2 separate regions of the Lactuca sativa genome follow, and region 1 is linked to region 2. Evidence: chromatin contacts called from public Hi-C data. All regions are on one chromosome and are shown on one strand. Each heading gives the region's core, a stretch centred on a gene start, on an enhancer-like site or on the middle of the called end of the contact. The rest is flanking DNA. Distances are from core to core; before and after follow the strand shown. Region 1 holds the start of LOC111893202 (E3 ubiquitin ligase PARAQUAT TOLERANCE 3). Region 2 holds the start of LOC111893155 (protein OXIDATIVE STRESS 3 LIKE 2).

The links. A called contact is a pair of places that touch in the nucleus more often than the background predicts.
Region 1: a contact with region 2 is called in a Hi-C map of leaf, with 4 times the contacts expected there. The contact joins the promoter of LOC111893202 here to the promoter of LOC111893155 in region 2. A contact is called at or near these places in 2 of 4 Hi-C or Micro-C datasets (leaf and seed).

Annotation. Positions count from the first base shown.
Region 1 is chr8:110,029,527-110,033,341 of Lsat_Salinas_v11, forward strand. It overlaps LOC111893202 (E3 ubiquitin ligase PARAQUAT TOLERANCE 3), which reads left to right and starts at 1,420. Exons shown (of 14, transcript XR_002850835.3): 1 at 1,420-1,775; 2 at 1,951-2,035; 3 at 2,340-2,392; 4 at 2,458-2,545; 5 at 2,652-2,782; 6 at 2,869-3,039; 7 at 3,135-3,386; 8 at 3,500-3,546; 9 at 3,637-3,727; 10 at 3,814-3,815.
Region 2 is chr8:109,772,023-109,776,180 of Lsat_Salinas_v11, forward strand. It overlaps LOC111893155 (protein OXIDATIVE STRESS 3 LIKE 2), which reads left to right and starts at 2,856. Exons shown (of 2, transcript XM_023889219.3): 1 at 2,856-3,294; 2 at 3,554-3,983. The coding sequence starts at 2,984. The coding sequence ends at 3,878. LOC111893154 (myosin-15) reads right to left here. Exons shown (of 28, transcript XM_042896952.2): 28 at 3,993-4,158.

The DNA of each region.
Region 1 (3,815 bases), core at 170-2,669, 260 kb after region 2:
ATTAGTAAAATGACAAGTATCGAACAAGATTTTTTTTGGAAAACTTACCCAATACCAAAAAAAATATGTCATGTTAGTATAATGATAAATTATACGACGACACTTAATAAAACATTTAAGTTTGATAAATGATAAATTAGATAATTTTAGAAAAAAAAGAACTTTCAAGGTTAAGAGTTAGAGATGAAATTTGATAAAAAATTTTGTAAAATAAAAGTTGGCGGAAAGATGATGTCACAATTTTTTTTTCTTTTTTTGAGTTTAACAATCGGAGATGCCCTTAATTAGTATAGGCACACCTCTATTTTTGATGAGTTTTATGGTTGATAAAAAATATTGTTAGGTCAATATGATTCCTTAAAAAATTGTTATTTTCGACAACTCATAGTTCTTTTTGTAGATATTGGCAAAAAGACGATATTTATGAAATATGGTCGACGAAATAAACTGATCAGATTATACATCATTTATCACAAACAATTATCAACACATTGACAATAGTGTCCATGCCTAATGACTTCGTGTGTTTTCATTACCATTAAGGGCAATGATTCCGCTCTCATCGTTCATTTTTTAAACTTCTCAATCTTTTTTTTTTGTATGAACAACAACATTCCTATTCATTTTACAAGTATTGTGCGTCATTTTAAAATTATTAGTCACGATCGCCCTAATGTTTGCGTCTGTTTTCTTTACCATCAAGGGCGGGATTCCAACCTTAACATGTTTTTTAACTTATTTGTGTATCTTTTTTGTATGTTTTTATGCTTTATCTCCAATAATCTTCTTTATACACTTCTTTATATATATATATATATATATATATATATATATATATATATATATATATATATATATATATATATATATATATATATATATATTTGTCACTCTCCATGCTTTCTTTCCAATGGTATTTTTTATCCCCTTCATTTTTTGTCTGTATTTATCTTTTTTTCAACTCAACATCTTTTTTATTGATACAGATTAAATAAAGAAACTTTATATGAAAATATTACGATAATAATTTATCTTTAAAATTTTAATATGGACATGAGTTTCTTCTAGAAATGGATTCTTAATCTTAATTAGACCGATTTGTTACTACTTTCAACATCCAAGTCGATTTTAAAGACCGAATCAATTGCTTCTCATGGAATAAATACATTTCTATATCAACATCAATCTAATACTACTACTATAAAAACTCATACTATACATATTAGTTGTTGTACTAACCTTGCATTAAGCCCTACTTTGTACATATTTGGCAAATCACAAATATCTTTAAGGATGTGAATTATCTTGATATATAAATCTTCAAAAACGATTATGACACCAATCTCGCTTTGATATTTTTGTCATTATCTTTTTAAATGGAATGCCAAAGTATAGTTGGTCAAATGTTTGTTTGACGAAATAAGGTGCAACATGTTGCACGTGTCACGTGAAACGCACCTTAGTTCCCATCTCCTCTATCGACAAACTGAACAGTTCCTCTTCTTCATATTTCTCCTTCTTCTTTCCTCCTTTCTCAAGTTCTCATTCCAAATCGTATAGCGACATCGAATCGTACTCATCAGAAACAATATAGATTATGTCTATCAGATTCAAATTCAGAAGCTCTGTCAATTTCGATACAATCGAAATCGATGGTGGTAAACCCTACATATCGGTGGGAGAACTCAGATCTAAAATTCTGTGTCAGAAGAAGTTAAGCGGCATATGCCATAAAGACTTTGATCTCGTCTTCTTAGATGACCTCACTGGTCAAGGTTATTTTCTAATTCTATTAGTCTACCTGCTTTTAGTTTTCATATTCTTGAGCTACAAGTCCTCTTCTGTAAATTGTGTTGGTGTACAGGTGCAGCAGAATAGTGTGTTTTCATGTATCATTAATTGGTTTCGTTTTTTTATTTTTGATTCCGTGTTTTATTTTTGAGTTATTAGAGTACAATGACGATGAATTCAAGATTCCTAGTGGTTCGAGTGTTATCATAAAGAGAGTTCCAGCAGAACCGGTGCCTTTAGCTATGTAAGTTTTACGTTCTTCTATTGAATTGAATCTAACTCATAAAACCCTGTTAATATATCTTTTAGCTATATGATATCAGTTAATCGTTTGATGAGTTTTTACAATATGATTTCTTTGGTGTATGTGGGTGTGTGGGATTGTTCTGTTGGAAGCTGTGGGAGTATATGTAATTATGTATGAGTGATAAGCGTTTCACACTGTCTTCTATTTCATTAATTGATATGTACTGTTGATTAACTAATACTCTAAATCATCTTGTCTTTTCTTGTTATCAACTTGGCATCTGATATTCTACTTTCTTCAGGTTAAGACATCATAAACCTGAAGCAAGTGAGCTTAGTGAGGATATTCCGAAAGGTATATAACATTTTAAAGCAATACATTATAATTTTTTTGATGGGTGGCTCTAACTAACATCACAGATGCAGGTATCAATCGCAATAAACCTGAAGAAACAATTCTAGAGAAGAAGCCTGAACCTGTAGATGTTGAACACATGGAATTGGAAAAGTAAAGTTTGTGCCATATGATTTTTTTAGTTTCTGATAAACTAATTCCTTCAGATTATCTAAACAATCTTTTTGTTTCCTTTTCAAAATTTGACTTGACATCATAGAGTGGCGAACACAAAGGGTATTGATTTGGAAAAAGTTGACTTGCCATCAGAACTAAGATGTCCTATTTGCAACACATATTTCAAGAATGCTGTGATGATACCATGCTGTCAGCATAGCTTTTGTAAAAAATGTAAGCCCTTAAGTTGTTAATTATGTTGATATTATTGCTGGAACTAATTCCATATATTTTTGACATGTATTTTTGTGCTTGAACAGGCATCTGTGATGTACTTCCATTGAAGGCAAGGTGCCCTAAATGTTCTTCCACTAAGTATAGGGTAGAACACTTGCTACCAAATTTATCCCTCAGGCATGCGATTGAGCATTTTCTTGAATCCCAGATTCTTGCCACTGCTCCAGAAAATGATTTGCAGAAATATGTCCCAGGTGAGACTTTCTGATATTACCTGGCCAAAAATAATAAAAAAATAAAAATAAAATCCTCTATAGCTTATATATGATTCTTTGAAATTTTATTTCAGATGGAGAATCTGGTATTCAAGGAAAAGAGGTTTCCACTAAAAGGAAATTGGATTTGCTTTATTCTGAGAAAGGACCAAATCAGAATATGGGAGAGTCTGTGTACGAGTCACTAAACAAGAAAAATGATTTCTTGAATTCAACTCCTTTGCTTAAAGTTAAGAATAGAGATGCTCATAAAGATTTGACACCTTCTGTGGACTCTGAAGGTGAAAACCAACCTGTTATGCCTCAAGTTTGCATGCCAAATGAAGGTTTTTCTCATTCCATATATGTTCACAATTTCAAAACACCGACTTTTTAAGTTATTAGTATTAACTCAACCCCCATCTTTAACAAAATTTCCTGAAATGACTTACGTTGTCAGGTGGAGATCGAGGCTATGCAGTTAACAATAGAAACAACATCAATATGGTACTTATTTCAAAATCCATGATTTTTCATTTTACAATTAATAATCATACATACGATATGAATTATGAAATCTTATCTTGTTGAAATCAGGGAGGGCGAACTTGCTACATGTGTGGCTCTCCAACCCATTTCATAAGAGATTGCCCTATTGCTTCCAATGAACATCATATGTATCATAAAGGTAAATTCTTTTTTTTTTTTCTTTAACATGTTAAATTTTTTCAAGACTATCTTTTGATGATCTAGTTTTGTGAATTTCATTTTCAGGA
Region 2 (4,158 bases), core at 1,606-4,105:
TGGTGTTATGACCATGTTATGAAATGCCACATCAACCAAAATATCACTTCTCGTTGTCCATATCATATGTTCTTAATACAAACTTTCAGATTTTATAGTTGTTGTGATGGTGAAATATGGGGAATACAAGGTTACAAATTAGGTTGTGCTTGGGTATTTCAATACTCATCTAATAAAATTTGTAACATATATTAAAAAGTTCCCTAAGTTTTAGTTTTTATATATTAATAGTATATACATTTTTTATTATATTATATTATAATATACATAATTTTATATTTTTCGTTGATAAATTAATTTAATGAACATATCATAAATAGTTTTTTCAATGACAAACATTAACTTTTATTGTCAATTTCTAAACGGAATATAAGGCCAAAGGGTATGGTCACATGATGTTCACTAGAAAAGTGATGTCACATATGCGCCACATCACCCCCCACTATATGTTCACTACACATTCATTAGTCTTGGAAATGGTTATCACTAGACAATGTTTTTTTTATATATATTTAGATTAAAATAAAATAAAAACTAAATTAATAACATAATTAGATATTTCATGTTACATAAAAACATAAAACATAAAATTTCAAATCTAGATTCCGAATAACCATAAAAAATAAAACTTAAAACCTAAATAACTAAAAAACATAGAAATTAAACATAAATATTAAAAACGTTAAAACCTAAAATCCATGCTTTTCCCGAACTTCTTTTTGGATTTTCAGAAATGCGGCTAAATTTTCCGGGTCGATATCTGGTTGCGGCTTCATGTTTAAAATTTGAAGATCGGTGAGTGTTTGTTTCCGGCGCCGAGCATTCTCCGTTGACTCGTATTTTGTTGTAAAAAACTTAGAGTTTTGTCAATTTTGTCCGCAATCACGTCTTCGTTAATCCCTTTTCCGCTTGAAGATGCCGCTTTTTTCCCTTTATCCCTTCCCGGTGGCCGACGAAGTTGGACTTCCGGTGGACCCTCCCCTTCGGTCCCATCGAAGTCGTCACTGAGGTCGACGCCAAAACCCACATCAGATTCCGAAGTTATTGGCCTTTTGTTGGAGCCGATGGTTGATTCCGAATGCAAAGTCTTCGGGTTAAGGACCCATTTTGGACCCTTACGACAAATTTCTCACGCTTTTGGTGGCCGAACGCTTTACCGTCGGTGGTAACTTTGAATTGTTGGCATGCGGTTGATAAAATATTGAAATCGTTGCTACCACTTTTATGCATATTTTTCAGATTTTCAAATATGCCGTTAAACTTGGTGCACGCCGCTCGTAGTTCACGCCATTTTCCGTTGACCGCGTCGTACGTTCGACCCGTTTGCCTTCCCAAAAGCGAGTGGAAGTGATCTAAAACACGAACCCAAAAACTGGTTCCCGTTTGCACGTTGCCCATCCTTGAGTCACACGATATAGAAATCCAAGTTTTAGCTAAAGCTTCCTCCTCCTCTTCGATCCAAGTTGTTCCTCTTCTATTTGTAGCTTTTCCTTTTAATTTCCTACGCCTAGATGGTTGTGTCTCTTCGACCCGATCGTCCTCGTCGTTGTCCAAATTTATAGTTGGGGATTGAGAACAAGGGACTTGAGATGGTTGTGTTTGGAATTGTTGAGATGGTGGTGTTTGGAATTGTTGAGATGGTTGTGTTTGGAATTGTTGGGGTCGAAATTGTTGAAAACCTTGGAAATGAGATTGTGGTAATTGTTGTTGGAAGTAGTTTGGTTGAAATGGAATGTTGGTAAATAGAGGTTAATGTTGGATTGGGGATGTTAGCATTTGAATGTAACATTGATATTGATCATTTAGAGTGGTAGAGGTATTTTGATTTTGCTCCATATTTTTTAGAGATAATGAGATAGTGGAGAGATATTATTTGTAGAGAAAGATGTGTTTAGTGTGTTTATGTATTTGTGTATATATAGCAGAGGAAATAAATTGAAAAGTTTTTTTTTTGTTTAATTAACGTAACGGTCAAAAGAAGAAAAAAAACGGTCAAAAAAATTAACCAATCAACATTTGCGTGACCGTCCGTAGCACACATCAATCCGCGTCACATTCACCGGTAGGGGGGGGGGGGGGGGGGGGGGGGTGTTCACGCATGAAAACCCCCCTACACGTCACCACTTACGCGTAAAAAAACATCCCATACCCTTTGGCCTAAAAAGAATTATTTATTTATATTCAGACGGTTAATAAAAATGATATTATTTATGTATACACAAACAAATATAATCATTAATTCAATTACTTTATCAATACAAGATTTAAAAGGAAAAAATAAGAAGAAGAAGAAGAAACAACGCATAATTCCGAGGTCAAGGTGGTAAAACATGTTTAAGGGAATACTATTGGGTTTAGGTAAAATAAGTAAGTTCTTACTTCTTAGTATAGGTTGAACCGATATGTGTTGGATTGACATATTAGAATTTGTTTATTTCTTTTTCAAAAATTTTGATAAATATTTAGTATCTTGAACATAATTACGATATTATATCATTATAATAGATAATTTCATTATATTTAACATGCTTTATGTGTCCCATTCTTTTTTTATAACAATTTTTTTATAGAAAATAATACATTATTTAAATAGTTCGTATATCCAAATAGCTACTATGATATAACTTTTAGTAGCTATGACTCTATTACCTTATCATGTCATACAAAAAACCAACATAAAAAAGGTTTAAATAACATCGGAAAAATAGAAAACTGTAGGCAATCGGTTTTGTAAGAATAAAATAAAATTCAATCATTGATATAAAATAAGAAAGAATTAGTGGAAATAAGTAATAATAAGTCGTGTGGCTTAATAAATCTTATCCACTAATCTGAATAGGATCCGATTCAGCAATCATCAATTCCCATATCTTTCTTTTATAATATAAATATAAACAGTGAGATTGCAAATTCGGAACTCGGAAGGTGGTTATCGATTCTTGGATTTGTGAAATTCCATCTCTTGTTACATTGGGTCCATCAGATGAAGACGATCTGGGAAAAAGAAGATGGCGATGGATATGGCGGTGATTGCCGGACGTCGGCGTTGCTGCCGGAGACACAAGTTGGCGGAGGAGGGGAAAATGGAAGCATGTTTGAAGGGTCAACGAAGTCGATGAGGATCGTACGAGAAGAGGAAGAGGAATGTAATTCATCAAGTAGTTCTTCGATCGGAGACGACAGTGACGACGATCGGGAAGGAGATGTCGAGAATCATTACGCATATGATCATCATAACAACAATGGATCCTTCGATGATGCAATTCAAGCCCTGGAACAAGCGTTACCAATCAGGTTTACTTTCTTCACGTTTTTTCAGAAAACTTTGAATTCTGCATAAATTTGTGATCTCTAATTCGTTATAATCATCTGCCATGACCAAATCGTAATCAACAATATATGAAAAAAACGATCTGTTTATTAGATTTCTCCGATTCATTGGAGGTGTTTATCACATTGTCCAAGTAAACCATAAAAGTTGCAGTTAATTTGCCAAAATTTTATCAACACAACTCGAATTCACGATTGTTAATAGATATTGATATTGTTACAGGAGGGGAATATCATCATTCTACAATGGGAAATCAAAATCTTTCACGAGCTTAGCGGATGCGTGGCCATCAACATCATCTTCCAATTCGAGTTCCAATTCCATACAAGACATTGCAAAACCAGAAAATGCTTACACAAGAAAACGAAAAAATCTTGGAGCTTTCAAACTATCAAACATAAACACTGGAAGGGTATCCAAGAAACCGAAAACCACAACAATAACAACATTTCAGCAATCTCAAGTCAACAGACCACAATTGTCGCTGAGATCATTCTCAATGGTCAACTTGCATCAATGCAATCCCACAAAGATTGAAAACTGTTAGCCCAAACTTAACTTTCATGTTGTAAATTGCTTACTATGAACATCTAACTTTTTTAAGTGTTTCCATCAACCAAACGAAATAGACCCTATAACTTACCATGTATCATCCTCACTCTACCATTTCAAAATAATTTAATTGGATTTGATTTGGCTACGAGAATGAGAATCCACTGGAATCGATTACAATGTGCACAACAGACAAGCTTTTTACAAAAGAATAAAAAAAGAAAAGAAATTAACTAGTAGTATTATTACTTTACATGGAACTTTGCCTTGCTTGC